Regions from separate parts of the Mus musculus genome. Here region 2 is linked to region 1. Evidence: chromatin contacts called from public HiCAR-type data. All regions are on one chromosome and are shown on one strand. The core of a region is the stretch at or near the end of the contact, and the rest is flanking DNA. Distances in the headings are between cores, read along the strand shown. Region 1 overlaps Gm51887 (a long non-coding RNA gene). Region 2 has its middle 52 kb from the start of Gm40820.

Region 1 (4,891 bases), core at 476-2,975:
AGTGGAGCATGGGTCCTTATTACAAGTTGAAACATCTTCTGGGTAAATGCCCAGGAGAGGTATTGCTGGATCTTCCAGCAGTACTACATCCAATTTTCTGAGGAACCACCAGACTGATTTCCAGAATGGATATACCAGCTTGCAATCCCACCAGCAATGGAGGAGTGTTCCTCTTTCTCCACATCCTCACCAGCATCTGCTGTCACCTGAATTTTTGATCTTAGCCATTCTGACTGGTGTGAGGTGGAATCTCAGGGTTGTTTTGATTTGCATTTCACTGATGATTAAGGATGTTGAACATTTTTTCAGGTGCTTCTCAGTCATTTCGTATTCCTCAGTTGAGAATTCTTTTCTTTTTTCTTTTTTTTTTTTTTTGACTCGTGAGAATAGTTTATTTTTTTATTATTTTTTTTTAGACATAAGCAAGGGTGTCTTTCAGAAAATATGGCTTATTGTAGAAGCATAAGATAAGGTATTTCTGTGTTTTTTTCTTTTTTATGAGTTTTTATTAGATTTTTTAAAAATATTTTTATTACATATTTTCCTCAATTACATTTCCAATGCTATCCTAAAAGTCCGCCATACCCTCCCCCCCTACTTCCCTACCCACCCATTCCCATTTTTTTTATTTAGCTCTGTACCCCGTTTTTTAATGAGGTTATTTGATTTTCTGGAGTCCAGCTTCTTGAGTTCTTTGTATATATTGGATATTAGTCCCCTATCAGATTTAGGATTGGTAAAGATCCTTTTCCAATGTGTTGGTGGCCTTTTTGTCTTATTGACAGTGTCTTTTGCCTTACAGAAACAATTAATTTAGGAAATTCTTAGGCAAATGGATGGATCTGAAGGATATCTTCCTGAGTGAGGTAACTCAATCACAAAAGAACTCACACGATATGTACTTACTTATAAGTTGATATTAGCCCAGAAACTTAGAATACTGAAGATACAATCTGCAAAACACATGAAACGCAAGAAGAAAGAAGACCAAAGTGTGGGTACTTCGTTCCTCCTTAGAATGGGGAACAATATACCCATGGAAGGAGTTATAGAGACCAAGTTTGGAGCTGAGACAGAAGGAAGGACTATCCAGAGACTGCCCTACCCGGGGATCCATCCCATAAACAGCCACTAAACCCAGACACTATTGCATATGTGAGCAAGATTTTGCTGACAGGGCCCTGATACAGCTGTCTCTTGTGAGGCTATGCCAGTGCTTGGCAAATACAGAAATGGATGTTCACAGTCATCTACTGGATGGAGCACAGGGACCCCAATGGAGGAGCTGGAGAAAGTACCCAAGGAGCTGAAGGGGTCTGCAACCCTATAGGAGGAACAACAATATGAACTAACCAGCACCTCCCAGAGCTTGTATCTCTAGTTGCATATGTAGCAGGAGATGGCCTAGTCGGCTATCACTGGGAGGAGAAGCCCTTGGTCTTGCAAAGATTATATGCCCCAGTACAGGAGAATGCCAGGGCCAGGAGGCAGGAGTGTGTGGGTTGGGGAGCGGGGTGGGGGGAGGGTATAGGGGACTTTCAGGATAGAATTTGAAATGTAAATGAACAAAATATCTAATAATAATAATAAAAAGAATGCCTGTTGCCTGCAGAGGCCAGAGAAGGGCATCAGAGCCCCTAGAACTGGAGTTACAGATGGTTGCCAGCCAACTTGCAGGTGCTGGAAATAGAATCCAGTTGCAGCCAGTACTCTAAACTGCTGAGCCATCTCTCCAGCCCCCTTAGTAAACATTTAAAGAGTAAATTGAATGCTTGAGTTTCTCAGCTTCACTAAGTGTTAGAGTGCTTTCTGCACGAAATCTTCTACTATCACAGAGAAAAGCATCTTCATTTTATGAAATTGTAAATTTGTCCAAATGTAAGTTATAAAAAACTTAAAACAGATCAGTCTGGGTGTGGTGGGATCTTAGCATTCACGAAGCAAACCAAGGTAATTCCTGTGATAGGAAGGGGGACGGCTACAGAGGCAGGGCACATTAGCTCCCCTATGCCCTTGAAACACAGAGAACATGGCAGCAATGTCACAGAGGCTTCTCTTGCTATAATGGCAGAGCCAACAAGCCTGAGTTCTGAGTAATTCTAGGACAGCATAACAGCGATGTAGCCAAGCCCTTCCCCATGGTCTCAGTGCACACTGCGCAATGGGGAAACAACAACCTTGAGAGGCAGTTTGCCCTTGGTCTGGCAATTCAGTTTTCTCATTAACATTCAGTCTGATGGGGTAACTGTGTTAATCATTTTCTAGGTGAAAACCCTGCAGATCTGTCACCCATGTATACACAGTCCCACAGTACATTCTCCAAGGTGAATACTTCTCTTCCTCTAAATAGTAGGAAGTCTGTTTCATCTCCTCTCTGCTTCTGTTGCCAGAAACAGGCGCCGTGTCAGGAGCAGCCTTCTCTGTATATGGCAATCCTCCAGAGGAGGGGTTTGCAGGCAAATCTAGACCCTTCTGACCATCTCCAGAGCACAAAGGGATGCACCTGAGCATTGTGGGACACACTCCTTAGGTTCTGTACTGTTCCCTGACAACCCTAACAAACCTTCACCATCAGCTTCCAGAAGTTGGAGGAGATGAGACCTGGGGTCAGAAGACAGAAGTGGGGTAGTAGGAACAGGGTTTCACTAAAGAGGGCGTTAAAGAGTTCTCACTTCCCACCATTCCTCAGAGCCTTCCTCAATGCTTTTCTTTGCCCAGAGTCCCCAGAGTCAAGTTGGGGCCGTAACCCTGGTACTCTATGCCAGCAAGGGACACTCAGCTACCAATTGCCATCAATGTGATCAAACTATCAAGGAGCATCAATAAACCAAGGAACATGAAGGAGAAAGTTGAACAGGTAAGTCTGCTCTGGATAACACCTCAATTCATACAGTGCTGGGAATGGTCAGTTAAGCCAAACACTGCCAAAATTATCTGTACTGTTGCCTAAAGGGGGAGCAAAAAGGGTTCTACAATGGGTAGAGGAGTCCAGCTATTTTGAGATGCTTATCTCAGAATAAATAGTACCCAGGACCAAAGGTACTATCTTAACTACTTCGACATACTAGTTTCTAGAAGGGAGGAGTGGGGAAGAACACCAAGGGAGTTTCTCCACCTCTTGTAGTAAGCTCATGTGGGGAAACAGAACTTCCTGACAGGATGAGGACAGGGTGTGAGTCTGCCTCCTTACCAGGGAAGCAAAGTCCCACTCTCTGTGGCTGCTCAACATGAATCTTTGCAGTGCGTACTCTACAGGCCTCCTGAGAAGTCACCAACGAACCCTTCTGGAAACAGACCATTTTCAAGTCAGCTCTAGCAGGGGATATAGACCAAGACACTTAGCTGCCCATCACCTCACTCTTGCTCTGTATAAAGGCCTAGGATGGTCACTGCATTCTGACAGCACATCTCAAGCACCAGTGGGGTCAGTGGTTTAGAAATTACCTGCACACATCCACCTCTGCACTGAGCAAAACAAGTTTATCTCTAGCAGCCTCAACCTGAACAGTGGGAGTACAACGAATATGGAGCCTATTCTAGAATCCTCCAACCAGTTTTAGAATTCAGGCACTCTGACTTAGATCTCTTTTTCTGCTGCCTGAAACCCGAGTCTTACAGTAAGGTATCTTAATCATAATTGTGTAGCTATTTAAGATAAGCCTTCAGCCAACAAATGTAACTACTTAGTCATTAAAAAAAATGAAAAAAGCCTAAAACTTTCATTTCATTCCCTCACTTTAGTAGATTATAGACTAGAGAAAAACAAAAACAAATCCTAAGAAATGAACAATTATCATAACGAAAGTAGAAAGCATTATAATAGCAAGATGGCAGAAATACCGATTACATTTCAATTACCATTTGTGCCTTCATCTAGGAAACATGTCCTCCACTGGAAAGGACCCAGTCTAACAGCTGCATTGCTTTTTCTACTTTCACAAACACTGGAAAGGTTAGCCAAATCTCTCCACTGGCTGCCAGCCAAGGCTTTATTATTATTATACACTCTTAGCTCCTAGTGAGAAATGTGGGCTCAAGGAAGAGGGAGAGCCAAGCAGCAAGAGGGGGCTCATAATCAGGTTCAGATGGGAAGGTTTCTCCATCTGCCAGAAAAATACCTTCCATATCTAGTCTATTACCATCAGCCTTTATTAATTTAATTAGATAATTGCAAATGTTGTGCTTTTAGAACACCATTTTGAGACTTATCTGTGGAACAATTTTTCTTATATCAGATGCTGGACCAAAATAATGTTTTAACATTTTTCAGGTGTAGAAGCAGATTGAGCTTCTCTCTCTCTCTCTCTCTCTCTCTCTCTCTCTCTCTCTCTCTCTCTCTCTCTCTCTCTCTCTTTCTCTCTCTCTCTCTCTCTCTCTCTCTCTCTCTCTCTCTCTCTCTCTCTCTCTCTCCTTGCATTTAGCAATTGCTGAAGTAAATCGAGACACAAATAAGCAGCTACCTCTCTTCTGTGTTTACTTCCCGTCAAGCCATTTATGGATCCGAAGCTTCTTGTTCTCATAGAATCCCATGATTATCAGTCCTTTCAAGGTTTATATAAGCCAGATGGCGATAGATGATCTAAGCACAGACTTTTCAATCTCATGAATCAGTAAAAATTAAACATAAATGGAGGGACCAACTTGGCTTCTCAGCTTTTATTTAAAGAATAAAAATTAAGTGAAACACCATGAAATGAATATTTCCAACAGTAGATCAAACTGAAGATGACAGTGCACAGAGCAGCGATCTCCTGAGGAACCCAACTGCAAAGCACCAAGGGGAAGGAGCAAGCCAACCTGAAGGAAGAACTGGCCCAAGGGGACAACAGACAAAAGACCATGGACTCCAGATTTAAGCCCAGTTGGTCTAGCTTCTAAGTCTATCTTATAC
Region 2 (4,707 bases), core at 1,368-3,867, 140 kb after region 1:
TTTTTATTACGTATTTTCCTCAATTACATTTCCAATGGTATCCCAAAAGTCCCCCATACCCTCCCCCACGCATGAAGGAATTAAACATTGGTGGATTCATGACTGAGTAGGGAGGGACAGATCAGAACCATTCCCAGTGAATCTATTCCAAGTTGAAAAGCCAAATTCAGTCCCCAGAGATCATGCACTCACGTCCTTCCTTCTGGCTATTCTTGCTGCAGCAGGAAGTCCAGGAGGACCTCCTGTTCTGAGGCAGATCATTAGGGTAGGGATCAGTCAGAAAGCTTAAAGATGAAGTAGAAGAAGCTCCCAAGACTCGTGTGACCTGTCTAGATCCTTCCTCACTAAGTCTCTTTATAGACCTTTGAACTGGTGTTGAAGTCCAGGCTTTCTCATAGAGAATTAATGATATGCATATTTACTTTGTAAGGTGTACAGACATTTCAGTTTTATTCTTGTCTCCTTTTAGTGCTCCAAAGACATTTCCTGGCCAAACTATTGACTAGAAATAGCCCAGTCACTTTTCTTTCTGACTAAGACAAGCACTCATGTTTGAAGAACCATTTACTTCTGTCATTTTCTTTTGTTTTTGTTTGTTTGTTTGTTTTGGTTTTTTGGTTTTTTTTGAGACAGAGTCTCCCTGTGTACCTCTGTGGAACTCACTATGTAGACATGTCTCAAACTCAAAGAAATCCACCTGCTTCTGTCTCCTGAGTGCTGGGTTAAAGTTGTATACCACCACCATACATGGCTCATTTATCTTAAAGGCCTGGTAACAAATATTTATGAAGTAAATTAAAAAGAAAGAATCAGGATTTTATTCTGTTCCACCTCATATCTTTTACTAAATACATTGCACATGTAGGAAAAATGGGCATGTAGACACTTGCTCTGGCTAATCTCAGCCCTATGCGTGATGTGTTGTATACAAGCCTTAATCTCTTTCCTAGCTGTGAGCAGGACTTTGAGGTGAATGTTTGTTACTGTAATATAGTTTCTATGCACTGTAATACAGTACATCTGTATTGTAGTGCCTATGCTTATCAAGGGCATTACCAATGTTTTGGACCAGAGAATTACTTGTTTGCTGGGCTCTCCTTTCCACTGAAGGAAGAATTTAGTAGCATTCTGTCCCTTATCAGCCACCTAACAGTAGGATATGATAAAGAAAGATGTTTTTAGATATTGACATATGTCCCTAGGGTGGAAAGGGACTATTAGTTAGAAACCACTTTTTTATTTTACATGAACAATGACAGGGTGGGGGGATTTAAATCAGTAATAAAATTTTGCCTAGCATGAGGAAGACCCCAACTTCAACCCTCTGTTGTAGAAAATAAAAACAAATATGAATAAAACATAGTTTTATTTAAACAATATTTTAAGCAATATTAAAATTGATAAAAACCACATGTCGTGGTGTGTGTGTATGTGTGTGTTTTCTATTAATATTCTACTACAAGGACATACTGGCCTTTCCCCTGAGTAGTAAGGCTTTTGTTTATGGGAACAATAGTTGTTATTTTGGAGCAGAGATTTCTAGGTTATTAAAGTTTCCAAACATAATATTTGATTTCTGTGTAACAGAAAATAGAAAAACAAAACACTTAAATGGCCACAGTCCTCACCTTAATGGACTCTAATGTTAAAAATTAATGAGGTGGCTCATGAGTTAAGGCATTCACTGCTAACGCCAATGCCTTCAGTTTGATCTCTTGGACCCACATGTTGGAAGGAGACCAGGTTCTTGAAATTGTCCTCTGATCTCTGCATGTGCACCATGGCATACTTAAACACAAGACCCCTCTCCCACAAAAGGAATAAAAAATAAAATTAATAAAATAGGGTTGACAAGAAGGCTCAGCAGGTTAAAGCACTTGATGCACAAGCCTGACGATCTGAGCTCAATCTCCAGAACCCACATGCAGATGGAAGGAGAGGCCTGATTCTATAAAGTTGTCTTTTGATCTCTCTTTTTTTTTTTTTGCACACACACACACACACACACACACGCACAGAGAGACAGAGACAGAGACAGAGAGACAGAGACAGAGAGACAGAGACAGAGAGAGACAGAAAGAGAGACACAGAGAGAGAGAGACAGAGAGAGAGAGACAGAGACAGAGACAGAGAGAGAGAACAAACCAGCAAAGTAAATTAATAAATGCACATGGTAAATGCACAATTGATATAGGAAGGCAAGAATGGCCAACATGTCTTGCTCTGGTTGTAATCACCAGTTTTCCCAAAGCTCTATAGTAAGGAAAACATAAACTTCCCTTGGGAGAACTGGAATCATGAGGGTGAACCTTATGTGGAAACAGGATGGTGGTGGCTTGAGGCTAAAGCCAGTTCCAAGAAAATTAAAAGGGAAGCCCTTTGCTTTCCCTAAGAGCTCCGCTTTATCCCAGAGTACACTTGGCTGTATAACTTGGAAATTTAGCTGGTTTTAGTTTGAATATGATACTTTGAACTTAAGAACAAGCCAGCTGAGACTAGTTCTTTGGCAGTGAGCTCTGTCCCCATCTTTTTCAAGGCTGACCTGTTGTGTCTGTGCCAGGGACTCATTTCAGGCCTTTTCCCTGGGTACACAGGCAGCCACTCTCTGCTTGCATGGCTCGTTGTTCTGGGGGAACAATTCAGCCTTTGTCACCATGCTGAGGTTCTCCAGGCAGGCCTCTGGGAATGGATACAGGTTTCTAGTGACTCCAGCACCCATCAGTACTGCTTGAAAGGTGCTGCTGGGCTCCATATTTCCTTAATGAGCTGCCTACTCGAAAGAGACCTGAATGTGTTTGATCTTCCAAAGCACTTGAGGCTCCTGATCTAAAAGTGCAGATGTAAGGAAGAAGTTTTAGCATTCTCTTAGCATGACTTTCATCCACTGAAAGAGGCCCTTTATGTGCTGTAGGCACTGACACCGTAAAGTTCAGAAACACACAACTATACAGGGCCACTTGTATGAGGCCAAAGATATTTAGGAACACAGAGTTTTCTTTTATCATTAACTGTGAACTTTTATGACATTTTCCCGCCTGATTGTTCATTCACTTGCTCATGCAGAAACATTAATTAACCAACAGTGGCATCCTGAACAGTTTTGGAGCATTGTGTGGGAATGTCTGAGGGAGCATAGCAGAGTGGCTAAGAGTATCAAAACATGAAGCTGCTTGGCCTTTTCTGGGTCTGAAGCAACTTAGCATCCTTATAACTCAGAGTCAGAAAACTCAGAATAACAACAGTATCTAGTTCAAGAGTAAATGTAAGCACAGACTGAGGCATGCTGCTACGTACTGCCAGGGTACTGTGCTCACTAATCTGAATTCTATATAAGACAAGAAAGCAACTCAAAGACTAGAGTTTTAAAAAGGACTCTTCTTCAAATGATTATGTATAGTAAAGAACACCAAATGCATTAGGAGGTAAAAGGAGGCTAAGTTTTAGAGAGGAAGTATGGTCTGCTGCAACAAGCCAGTCCAAGAGGACAGGGAATGGCTTGCTGGGGTCTTAGGGCCAAACAACTGGGAGATATTAGGTCCTCCCCTTGAGTTGTATCACTATCTATTTCAAGGATTAAAAATAGGAAAAACGAACTCGTATGACATATTGCATGTATTATTTTATATCTTAGCCTGTGTATTAGTTAATCACAGATAATCGAACGATGCACTAGAAACAGTAAATATTGAAGTAATGTGAACTACGGCTTTCTGAGTCAGGAACTAAGCAGGATAGCTTAGTTCTGACTTTGGATTTCCCATGAGAGTGAAATCAAGGTTTGCCTGGATACAGTCACTTTGAAGGACTGGATGTGGTTGCTAGGTTTGATCACACACATGACTATGCTTTGTCACTTCAGATCTTTGCCACATGGTCCTCTCCATTGAAGCTAGTGTTCTTACAACACGCTAGTTAGTCAGTTTGGGGTTTGGGAAAGTTGATTTTTCTAGCCTTTATGACCCAGTCTCAGAAGTCATATGTGGCCACTCCTTCCATATTTGATTATCAGAAGAAAATCTAGCTCTCACACAAGGGGAGGTCAATATAATTTTTCTGTTCTTTTCAGGGCACAGTATCATAGAATGTGTGGGCATCTTTCTAACCACTCCAACCAAGGAATGGGGAAAATCAATTCTGTCTCTATTCTAATGGCATAAATTAGCACATGATCTAATTAAATGAAGCCAGTTACATGTTGTTTGTTTGCGAGCATAGGGAGGAGAAGAAAATAAATTCTGCACAGAAATTGTATACTTATTAATGTGTATGGAGGTAGCTACCTAGTAACAGGGAGAAAGAAGGGAAGGGGAGACATATCAGAGTTAGTGAAATTTGAATCAGTATAGGAGAGGAAACAGCATTTTAAGTGAGAAAACAGATAAACAGGACAGGAAAGTGGGAAACACAAGATGCTTGTAATAGAAAAGTTTCTTTTCTTTTTGATATTATAAAAATATTCCGAGAAAACCAACCTAGGGGAGAAAGGGTTTCTTTTGGTTCACAGTTCAAAGTATATCATCCACAGTCAAGAAGCAGAGTGTGATGGCGACATCCTCAGTTCACTAGGTTCTTTTTTTTTTTCCATTAATTTGTTTATTTATTCACTTTACATCCTGATTGAAGTCCCAGTCCTTCTGGTCCCCCCCCCCACACATACAGCTCCTCCCACATCCTATTTCCCCTTCTCCTCTGAGAAGGGAGAGGCTC

Evidence for each region. HiCAR-type assays count read pairs that join an accessible place to other places.
Region 2: a HiCAR-type map of kidney shows a contact between it and region 1, with 2.3 times the contacts expected there. The contact joins two enhancer-like sites. A contact is called at or near these places in 1 of 39 promoter capture datasets (the C10 cell line), 5 of 484 Hi-C or Micro-C datasets (the HL-1 cell line, embryonic stem cells and trophoblast stem cells) and 2 of 115 datasets of contacts at active chromatin or transcription factors (astrocytes and kidney).

What each region holds. Positions count from the first base shown.
Region 1 is chr11:30,228,301-30,233,191 of GRCm38.p6, forward strand. Gm51887 (a long non-coding RNA gene) reads left to right here. Exons shown (of 3, transcript XR_003949652.1): 2 at 2,266-2,857; 3 at 4,711-4,891. It also overlaps a transcript of Sptbn1 not described here. Among named protein-coding and RNA genes, the nearest start is that of Gm51887, 9.1 kb to the left of the region's middle. Within about 2 kb of position 1,726, at least 23 of the 459 cell types and tissues checked have an H3K27ac peak or open chromatin away from gene starts, as enhancers often do. A contact at or near this core is called in kidney, where this site is marked.
Region 2 is chr11:30,364,979-30,369,685 of GRCm38.p6, forward strand. No RefSeq gene overlaps it. Among named protein-coding and RNA genes, the nearest start is that of Gm40820, 52 kb to the left of the region's middle. Within about 2 kb of position 2,618, at least 48 of the 459 cell types and tissues checked have an H3K27ac peak or open chromatin away from gene starts, as enhancers often do. A contact at or near this core is called in kidney, where this site is marked.